3 separate regions of the Sus scrofa genome follow, and all the other regions are linked to region 3. A link is a contact called in public Hi-C and HiChIP or PLAC-seq data. All regions are on one chromosome and are shown on one strand. The core of a region is the stretch at or near the end of the contact, and the rest is flanking DNA. Distances in the headings are between cores, read along the strand shown. Region 1 holds the start of TRMT13 (tRNA:m(4)X modification enzyme TRM13 homolog). Region 2 overlaps MFSD14A (hippocampus abundant transcript 1 protein). Region 3 overlaps CDC14A (dual specificity protein phosphatase CDC14A).

What was found. A called contact is a pair of places that touch in the nucleus more often than the background predicts. HiChIP or PLAC-seq counts read pairs in DNA pulled down with a chosen protein or histone mark.
Region 1: a Hi-C map of epiblast stem cells shows a contact between it and region 3, with 1.9 times the contacts expected there. The contact joins the promoter of TRMT13 here to the enhancer-like site in region 3. A contact is called at or near these places in 2 of 5 promoter capture datasets (fetal liver and liver) and 6 of 47 Hi-C or Micro-C datasets (alveolar macrophages, embryonic fibroblasts, epiblast stem cells and 3 more).
Region 2: an H3K27ac HiChIP or PLAC-seq map of alveolar macrophages shows a contact between it and region 3. The contact joins two enhancer-like sites. A contact is called at or near these places in 2 of 47 Hi-C or Micro-C datasets (embryonic fibroblasts and liver) and 1 of 2 datasets of contacts at active chromatin or transcription factors (alveolar macrophages).

The regions. Positions count from the first base shown.
Region 1 is chr4:117,984,361-117,987,779 of Sscrofa11.1, forward strand. TRMT13 (tRNA:m(4)X modification enzyme TRM13 homolog) reads right to left here and starts at 1,273. Exons shown (of 10, transcript XR_002343574.1): 1 at 1,022-1,273. It overlaps SASS6 (spindle assembly abnormal protein 6 homolog), which reads left to right and starts at 1,239. Exons shown (of 17, transcript XM_021090148.1): 1 at 1,239-1,575. The coding sequence starts at 1,259.
Region 2 is chr4:118,053,904-118,057,272 of Sscrofa11.1, forward strand. MFSD14A (hippocampus abundant transcript 1 protein) reads right to left here. Exons shown (of 13, transcript XM_013997351.2): 9 at 738-850. Among named protein-coding and RNA genes, the nearest start is that of MFSD14A, 35 kb to the right of the region's middle. Within about 2 kb of position 1,643, at least 4 of the 83 cell types and tissues checked have an H3K27ac peak or open chromatin away from gene starts, as enhancers often do. A contact at or near this core is called in alveolar macrophages, where this site is marked.
Region 3 is chr4:117,702,601-117,705,778 of Sscrofa11.1, forward strand. All of the region lies in intron 8 of CDC14A (dual specificity protein phosphatase CDC14A), which reads right to left. Among named protein-coding and RNA genes, the nearest start is that of GPR88, 80 kb to the left of the region's middle. Within about 2 kb of position 1,476, at least 9 of the 83 cell types and tissues checked have an H3K27ac peak or open chromatin away from gene starts, as enhancers often do. A contact at or near this core is called in alveolar macrophages and epiblast stem cells, where this site is marked.

The DNA.
Region 1 (3,419 bases), core at 23-2,522, 280 kb after region 3:
TTCGATCAGGGGATGTTTGCTGGTCCCCTCAAAACCAGCCAAGGCAACAGTGAGTGTACTTCAAAGAGTCCTTGTAAGTCACAAGTCACTTACATTCCAAAACAAGAATCTGCTTGTTTTAGTACACTTCACTCTACGCAAATGTCAGTCAAATCAACACATGAAGTACAGCTTTGGCTATGAGGGACAGTAGCAGATGGCAGGGCTGGAGGGGGTGTGTGTGCGCGCGCGCACGCGCATCTGTATTAGACATTGCCTAGCAGGAGAAACCATCGGACTCACAAAGAAAAGAAATGTAAATAACACCGGACATTCAGAAGACATGAAATCAGATGCTTGTCTATTTGGTTTAATTGTTCTAAAAGCTATCAAACATGCTCTTTCTATAAGCATTCTGCTCTTGCTGTTTTTAAAATTTTCTATCATATATCTCCTAAAGAAAAACACATACATAAAGATATATAGTTCGACATCACAATCATACGTTTAATGGAACAAAATCATACAGTTTCTGTTCTCAGTGTTGAGTCAATTCTTACATGTTTTTAAATCTTTCCTTCCCCTTTGCAGCAAAGTAGTTATTAGTTGCTTTCAAAAGACTGTACATCTAATTCACAAGAAGTGACTCACAATAATTCACAAGAAGTGATTATCGTTCACAAAACAATGAAAACACAATGAGTGAAACCTTGGGATCTGTCTTCTTTCTAAACCACCACTTCCCATCAGGAAGGCGGAGAGTGAGCGGAGCGCAAGAAGCGGTAGTCTGCGGTAAAACTACAATCTAGCGTTACCACGAGTTGGTATCAAGATAAACGGGTCACTGCTGGCGCTTTACTTAGTACAAGACAACACTGCACTTCACTACGGCTCATCATCGCTCCCTAGGGAGGCCAGGACTGCGTTTATCACGGGAAAAGCTGGAAACTCCAGGGGACAGAAGCAGAAATCTGTCAGAGAGGGAAAGTGCCGGACCAGGAAACTTATTTCCGACCCTCGAGAGGGTAAGGCGATACCAGACCTCCGCCGCTCCAGCGTGTTCACCACAGAACCTTTTCCCCGCTGCCACCACCATCCTGCAGAACCGCTTCTTCTTTTCCACATAGTAACCGCATCGCCCCTCTGCTGGAGAGTCAGTTCCATGCGGTGTCGGCGCAGAAGCCGCCATAATTCAGGGCTTACTTCAGGTAGCAAGCATCGATCCGGCGAAGAGAGGAAAAGTTGTTAGCGCCTCTCGGGTTCCCTTCCCTTAACAAATATGGCGGCCTCGGATCCCGCCACGCAGGAGGGTACCCGGAACGACCGCCCAGCCGTCACAAAACCGGAAGAAGCTGATGGTGGCCGGCGAGGCCCAAACCTCCTCCGTATCGTCTCTGCTTCACTTTCCCCGCCTCTTCCGCGGAAGCCGAGCGCCAAACTTAAACAGGCCCCGGAGGCCTTTCAGGCTAGTACCGCTGACCCGCCGGCCCGTTTGGGTTTTTCCGCACACCGGCCGGGGCAGGGGTTCAGCATGAGCCAGATTCTGTTCCAGCAACTCGTCCCGTTGCAGGTGAAATGTAAAGACTGCGAGGAGAGGTGAGGGCCGCGTTACTCTGTGCCCGCGGGTGGCGGTTAGGGGTCGGGCCAAGGGGGAAAGATGGCGGCTCCGGCCGGTGGGCCCCGGCCTGCGCTGGGTGTGCGGCCCATCTCCCCGGGCCGCGGAGACAGAGCTGGCTGGGACCTCGTGGTCGTTTCAAAGTCTGCCGTTGCTGGGGAGGGAAGAGTGAGGAATGGGTCGCCGACCCGCATCAGTTTTTGTGTGTGTTTTTTTTTAAGTCTTATCTCTGGATGTTGTCATGGAGATGATAGCCCATTTCTCTTTTTGACGGATAAGAAGTCTGGCTCAGAGAAATTAAGTAATTTGCGTGAGAGCTCACGAGTTCACGGCGGGCGGGCACTAGAATTCAGGCTTTGGCTCACGGCCCTTTTTCCCCCCTCTCTCCTTTGAACGCTACTGGAAGTAAATGCAAGGTTAGACTTAAAAAAAAAAAAAAAACTCTACAAATTTGTGGTGTATTGCCTCTCTTTCGTCATAGTTACTAAAAATAAATTACGTGTAATAAATTGAAAAACAATTGTTGAAAACCATATATTCATTTAGTCATTCAACAAACGTTGAACACTCTTCCTGGGCACCGGGGATACAGTGATCAGGAGAGTTCTTGTGTTGGTGGAGTTTACAGTCTGGTGAGGGTGGAAATAAAGGCCAGTATCACAGATAAATGTAAAAGTTACAACTTTGGTTAAAGAGGTGGTGCTGTTGAGGCCGAAGTAGGGAGATTTGGCAGGAGATTTCAATTTTGTCTCAAGTGCACCACTCAGTGTCAGCTGGCTCCTCTCTGAACCTTGATTTTCCTCATTAGTAAAGCTGATAAAACATGGCTACCTACATGGTTGGTTGTTAATGAGGATCAGGTGTGAAAATATATGTGAAAACTAAGTGGTGTGGAAATGTGACATTAAAAGAAATGAAGACATTGATTTGTTGAGCTGCCAGTGATGTGAAATTAGTATGTAGTTCAGAATTAGGTCCAGAATCAATTGGCAAGCCAGGGAGGAGATGGTACCAAAACCAGCAGCTGTAAATGGAGATTTGTAGACTAGTTGGTTATTCTTTTGTGCTGCCCAATATGGGAGCCACTATGTTTATTGGACATTTGAAATGGAGCTAATCGGAACCGATGTGGCATGAGTAAAATGCACGTTGGACTTTGAAAACTTACTATGAGAAAAAAGGTATGTAAAATGTTTCCATTTTTATATTGATGGAATTTATAAATCATTATCTTAACATGTATTTTGCATTTTGCATATATAGGCAATATTTTGGATATATAGGGTTAAATATTAAAATTAATTTATCCGTTTTAATTTTTTAAATGTGGCTTCTAAAAAGTTAAAGATTACATAGGTGGCTTCATTGTATCTCTGTTGGACAGCCCTGTTCTGGAATGATTATAGAGAGATAAAATGTTGGGGGGGCATAATTTCTGATTCCAATATTGAAACTCCTAGCACTTCTTCATCTCATTACATTGTCATCACAGTTACCTCCTTAAAACACTATTTCAGCCTTTTCATTTCTCTTGCTTAGAAAGGTTTCATGTATTCCTTTCTCCTGCAGCAGGGGTCAGCACACTATTAGAGCCCATGGACCAAATGGCCCACTGCCTTTTTTTGTAAAGCTTTATTTTATATTTTTACAGTAGCATCTGTAGCATAAGGAAGTTCCCCAGCCAGGGGTTGAATTGGAGCTGCAGCTGAGGCCTACACCACAGCCACAGCAATGCCAGGTCTTTAACCCATTGGGTGAGGCCAGGAATCGAACCCACATCCTCATAGAGGCAATGTCAGGTCCTTAATCCACTGCACCGCAACGG
Region 2 (3,369 bases), core at 393-2,892, 350 kb after region 3:
GCAGCCTGACACTCGCAGCACCGTCCCTGTCACCTCCCTGCAGGAAACCACACGGGCAAGAAGAGCAAAGAGTCCTCCCAGCATGAAGCTGGGACCAAAACAACTGGACTTTGCCCAGTTCTGGTTTGCCCTCAGTAATGCTCACAGGTGTTACTCAACTTTTTTTCCCTAACCTTGATGCCTCGGGATTCCATGATTTTCCTGACAGACCGAGCTGGATTAAATGCTCATTAGAGATTCAGAAACTCAATTATCTCATTCAAAAACCCCAGCTGTCCCTTAGATATAAAATGCTAGCGTTCCCGCTGTGGAATGATGGGATCTGCGGTGTCTCTGGAGCACTGGGACACAGGTTCCACCCCAGCTGGGTACACTGGGTTAATAACTTAAGGATCCGGTGTTGCCGTAGGTGCAGTGGAGGTCGCAACTGTGACTCGGATTTGATCCAAGTTCCCTGGCCTGGGAACTCCATGTGCCACAGGGTGGCCAAACAAAGAAAAATGTCACTTTGCTATCCTCAAGCCACTGTAGAATATGCAAATACACAAGTGAGAAATCTGCCATATACATTTTGAGAGAGGGGGAAAAAAAGCATACTAAGAGAAGTTAAAAGTATAAGCCTTAGCTGAAAAGCAAAAATTAGGAACTATGAAAATGTTGTCAATTACACCTCAATAAAGCTGAAAAAAAGAAAAGACAAATATCAAAATTAAGAAAATTAAAATATTTATACCTACCAAGGTTCTGAACCAAATCCATACCATGCCAGCTGTAATATTTGAAATCCCAGACCCAGTAAAATGGTGTTCTTATTTCCAATTGACCTCATAAGTAAACTTAAGACTATGGTCTGGAAAATAAGAAAAACCAAAAAGGTTAGAATAAACTTTTTAATACTGAAAAAAGACAAAATACTTAGTGGCTTCTTTTGATCTATAATATAAAAGTACTATTATCAGTTTTTTACATTTGGACTTTTCAGCAACAATTGTCCTGAAAATATCTGAAACCATTACTCCAAGTCATATAAGCAGAAGAAAGGTTTCCTCTGTTGCTACAGATCCAGATTCAGGGAAAAAGTCAGAAAACTGAAAATAGAAAGGTGAACTTTGTGTTCAATACATTTCTACTGAGGACTACTTAAAATCAGAAATTGTTGGAGTTCCCCTGTGGCTCAGTGGGTTAAGGATCCCAGAGTTATCATTACTTTGGCTCTGGTTACAGCTGTGACATGGGTTCAGTCTCTGGACTGAGAACTTGTGCATGCTGTGGATGCAGCCAAAAAGAAAGAAAGAAATTGCAAACAGTAGAGTCAAAAGTTCTAACCTATGGATAGCCCTGTTACATAATAGTTTTTAGGTCCAAACTGATCCAAAATGCTTTTTGTCCTGACTGAAAATAGTATAACTACTCATATATCCTTCACCTAAATTAGCCTACTGCTAAAACCACGATGCTTTTATGAACAGGACATCAGTTTAACAAGTATGACCTGAAAGTGGTATTATATTACAATAATAAATAAGAACACGGCCTTGGAAAAACAGCCTCAATCACCATCTTGGCTCTAACCATGTGACCCTGGGCATGTCACTTCACTCAGTTTGGTCTCTTGCAAAATCATATTTATTTCAAAACTTCATCATGTGAGATAGATGAAATGATACACTGAGCGTTCATTGTGCCTGGCATAGTTAAGCATTTCAGAAACAGTATTATGGGAGTTCCCGCTGTAGCACAGTGGGTTAAGAATCCAACTGCTTGGGTGGCTTGTGTTGCTGTGGAGGTGCAGGTTTGATCCCCGGCCTGGTGCAGTGGGTTAAAGATCTGGCGTTGCTGCAGCTGTAGCTTAGATTCAATTCTTGGCCTGAGGAACTTCCATACAGCATGGATGGGGCCATAAAAAACAAAAAATATTATGAACTGGGTTTTCTTGGTTTTCCTTTTTTTTCCCTTTTTTTTTTTGGTGACACCTTCAGCATCCAGAAGTTCCTGGGCCACAGACTGAACCCATGCCACTGCTGTGACTTGCACCATATCGGTGACAGTTAGGTCCTTAAATTGCTGTGCCACTAGAGAACTCCTTTTCTTTCAAAGCTAATAAAAATCCAACAATAATTTGGGGACATTACTATTAAATACACCCCTTAAGCTGGTTAAGTCCAAAGAAGAAGTGAAAATAATTCAGGAAATCAGTATTTGATGAACTGGCTGATACTCTAAACTCAAAATTACTCAGTATGAGTTTAAAATTCTTTAAGTTGAGACAACCATGTAAGAGTTGAATCAGATTTAATCACAATTAAACCAGTGGGAAGCAAATTATTCTTAAAAAAAAAAAGATTCTTTACAACACTCATAGCTTTCTTAAGATTCTTCCTTGAATTAGATAAGAACAAGATTTAGCCACAAAAAGGGGACTCAGCCGGAGTAAGCAGTTAGCAGAGAAAAACTCCCCGTGTATATGATATTCTACCCAGGACACTGATTTTCTCCCTAAGGCAGGAACTTTTTTCTCATTTATTTTTGTATCCCCAGCACCCAGTGTAAGTTCTTACTAAGTACTTTTGGAAAGCATGTGTAATTTAAAATGTCACAATATTAATAATAATGGAACACATTCCATACATGGGATATATAGTGTGCTAGACAGGGGGAAAAACCAGTATCCCTTAATTCAGTATAAGTCTCATTTTAAAGATGAAAGAACCAAGTCCCAAAGGTTAAAATGACTTGTGACTTAAGCAAGATGACACAGCTAATTCACAGTTAACTGGCATCAACTCTGATCACTCAGTCAACAAGTATTTGCCCAGTTTCTTGCTTCCTTCCTTCCTCTTTTTTCCTTTTTGTCTTTTAGTGCTGCACCTGAAGCATATGGAGGTTCCCAGGCTAGGGGTTGAATCGGAGCTGCAGCTGCTGGCCTGCGCCACAGCCATGTGGGATCTGAGTCACGTCTGCAACCTACACCACAGCTCACGGAAACCTTAACCCAGATCCTTAACCCACTGATTGAGGCCGGGGATGGAACCTGTGTCCTCCTGGATACTAGTTGGGTTCTTTTTTTTTTTTTTTTTTTTGTCTTTTTGCCATTTCTTGGGCCACTTCCACGGCACATGGAGGTTCCCAGGCTAGGGGTCAAATCGGAGCCGTAGCTGCCAGCCTACACCACAGCCATAGCAACAAGGGATCCGAGCTGTGTCTGCAACGTACACCACAGCTCACAGCAACACTGGATGCCTAACCCACGGAGCAAGGCCAGGGATCAAACCTGCAACCTCATGGTTCCTAGTCAGATTTGTTAACCACTGAGCCATGACGGGAACTCCACCAGTTAGGTTCTTAACTCACTGAGCCACAACAGAACTC
Region 3 (3,178 bases), core at 226-2,725:
CACGAGCTCTCTCAGATCCTGTTCATTTTCTAAACCTCATTCTCCAGCCTCCCCTTGAAGGCTGTGAGCTCCCCAATACAATTCCAGTATGCCTTTTGGGTTCCGTTGATGAGAATTGGTTCCGCTGCCTGCAACACAGAGCCCTAACTGGCCAAGGTCACACAATGACTGGAGGCAGAATGAGCAGACTGGCCTAACCGATCCACAGTACAGCTATGCTATTTTCACAAGCCATGCTGCTTTGGAGCAAACAGGTAATATGAAGCTCATTCACGATGTTCTGCACAGAAACAGTGACTTATACACATTTAGAGAAAACATGCCTTTCAACTTGGAAAAATTCAAATCTGTTTTCTTAGTTGGTTTATTTGCTCAAATCATTTTACAGCCTAAAGGGGAAAATAACTGAGGCTGGCATAAGGAAACAGGAGCTTCTCTATCATGGGAGAAATGGAAGGAGAGGACCCATAATACGTGGCACGGGACCTTCTCCTGGTGTGACAGGCTGACAAGTGCTTCTGACCCTGGGTTCCTAGCATACCTGGCACCTCTGTGGCGACTCCCATGAAATGTGCTCACAGTTCATTGGGTGTCTGTCCCCTCCCCTCCTCCACCAAGGCTGTAAGAACTTCTCTTCATATTTGAGTTTCCATCAGCAGTAAATGGCATTACAAATAATACACTCAAATCAACTATCAAGAGAAACCGTGTCTGTCTTTTGAGAAAAGAACCCTGAACAGTTATCCAAATATGGCAGTGGGGCATTGAAATAGTAACAATAACAATAATAATCACTCTAACATTTACCGAAGTGCTTACTTTGTGCCAGGTACTAAGCTTAGTGCTTCATGAATATTATCTCATTCAGCCTTACAATGGCTCAGTCCCTGTTGCCTGCGAAAGGGGACTGGCCCCTGCACACACTGCTGGGAAGAGAGAGAGGCAGCATTTGAACATTGGCAGTCAGATTCCAGGGCTTGTGCTGAGGCTGATTTCAGGTAAAGTCCAACTTGATTCAATTAGTTAGGTCTTCAAAAAATGAGACAGGACTGAACATTTGAGGCTGCACTTCCTAGAGCTGGTTGAGGAAGTTTCTTTAAATCCTCAAAAGGTCCTACTGTATAGCACAGGAAACTATATACAGTCTCCTGGGATAGAACATGGTGGAAAATAATCTTTTTTGAATGTATGTAGGTATATACACATACATATATTTGTATGACAATCACTTTGCTGTATAGCAGAAATTGACACAACATTGTAAATCAACTGTAAATTTAAAAAATCCTCAAAAGCATTTCAAATGAGTTATAACCAAAAAAAAATGACAATAACCTCCGAACAACTATTTGTGGGTGTTTTCGGTGTATCTGGATGCTTTTAAGGGGGGAATGGCTTTGGTAATGCGCACAGAGCTGACGGAGCATGTGTCCAACCCTGTGTCCAATCTGATCCTTACTCCATCTGGCCACTAGATGGTGCCCTGGCATCAGTAAAGCACAGGCAGAGCCCTGGCATTGACCAAAGAGATGCAATTTCAGAGCTAAGAGAGATTGTAAAATTCATCTCTTCCCAGCTTCTCTGTGAAAGTTAAGCAACTGAAGAACAGTAGAGTCAAATGATTATTCCACCCATTTTCCCTTAAAACTGAAAACTGCAAAATAAGCAGGTAAATGTGGACAGCAATAAAATATGTTTATTAGGTCCATAGTGATAAAACTGTAATCAGAACATCTGCTATCTAGTAAGTACCTATTAATGTGCCTGACACTGCAGAAGGCATTTCCTGTAACATCTCTACTCCTCACCAAATGCCTGCAATGTGCATCCTATTTCCCCATTTGACACAAAGAGGAAACTGATGATGAGAGAAGAACATTCAGGAACTCTCAGAAGTTCACACAGCCAGTTTAAGGTGGAGCCAGGAGTCAGTCAGCTCAGGCTCTTCACACCTGGCTGGCTTCTCTCTTTAAATGAGCAGGCTGACACTTCAAATTGTTGGGATTCCCTGTCTCAAGGGTTTTTTTCTCTGTGCTTGCTTGCTTTCCTTAAAAAAATAGAGATGAAGGGCATGTTCCCATCTGAGAATTTGGAGGGGGGGGATTTGAAATCTGAAATATGCTTTGTTCTACTGCTATATTATTCATTTATCAATTCAAACTTGTTTGACCAAAAAAGGGTAGGAGGTAAGGTTCCCCCGCCCCCTTGGCAAAACAATGTGAACAATGATGACTGAAAGAAGCTCCTCCTTGGTCTCTGTTGACACAACACATTACTTAAAACAGTTACAATGCATTCTGCCAGATCCCAAGATTTTAGGGCTTCCATTTGCTACATCCTAGCAACAGCTATTTAAGTGTTAATTCCTTAAAAATCCACCTTCTCTACTAACAAACCCCTAAAATGACTTTCGGTCTCCTCAGGAAACTCAGGATTTCTCAACTCAAAAAGAAAAATGAAAAAAAGAAAAAAAAAAAAAGAATGAGCCAGCATTTCAGGGTAATTGGATCAAGTTTATTAATTCCATCAGAGAATTATTAAGTCCAAAAAGGATTTACAAACTTAAAACCCTTTACCAAAAATACCATGAAGTTTCCAGTGAGTATCAGATCTAAAATGGGGATTCCAGTAAATTATCAATATTTTACCAACAATAGCCTTAAATGAAATTGTTGCAGACAAAAAAACTGGCAAGTATCAGGTAAGCAGCAATTTCAGACCTTTTTTTCTCAATGTGAGAGGGCACCATACATGCAAAGAAAAAAACCATGTATTCAGAGCAAATGATATCTTAACAGTGGCTATTTCTAAGTTATATAATTACAGGTGACTTTTTATATAGATTGCTTAAACTTTCTGTAGTGAAATATACTGCCTCTGTAATAAAATTAAAAATAACAGACTTTAATCAGAGAGATCTGTGTTTGAATCGACACCCTGCCACTTTCCAGCTGTGAGAAGCTGGCCAAGTTAGGTTACCAAGCTTCCATCTTCTCTTCCGTAAAGTAACTACCAGCTGTCCAGAGGGTGGTTCTGATTATTAAATAGATGAGGTGCACAGAAGGCTTAGTACCACTCCTAGCATATAAGCAAACGGTGGCTAATTATTTCCCTATATTGTAATATGGGACCAAAAAGAATTTTTAAGATTTTTGACAATTAAGAATTGACACAAAAT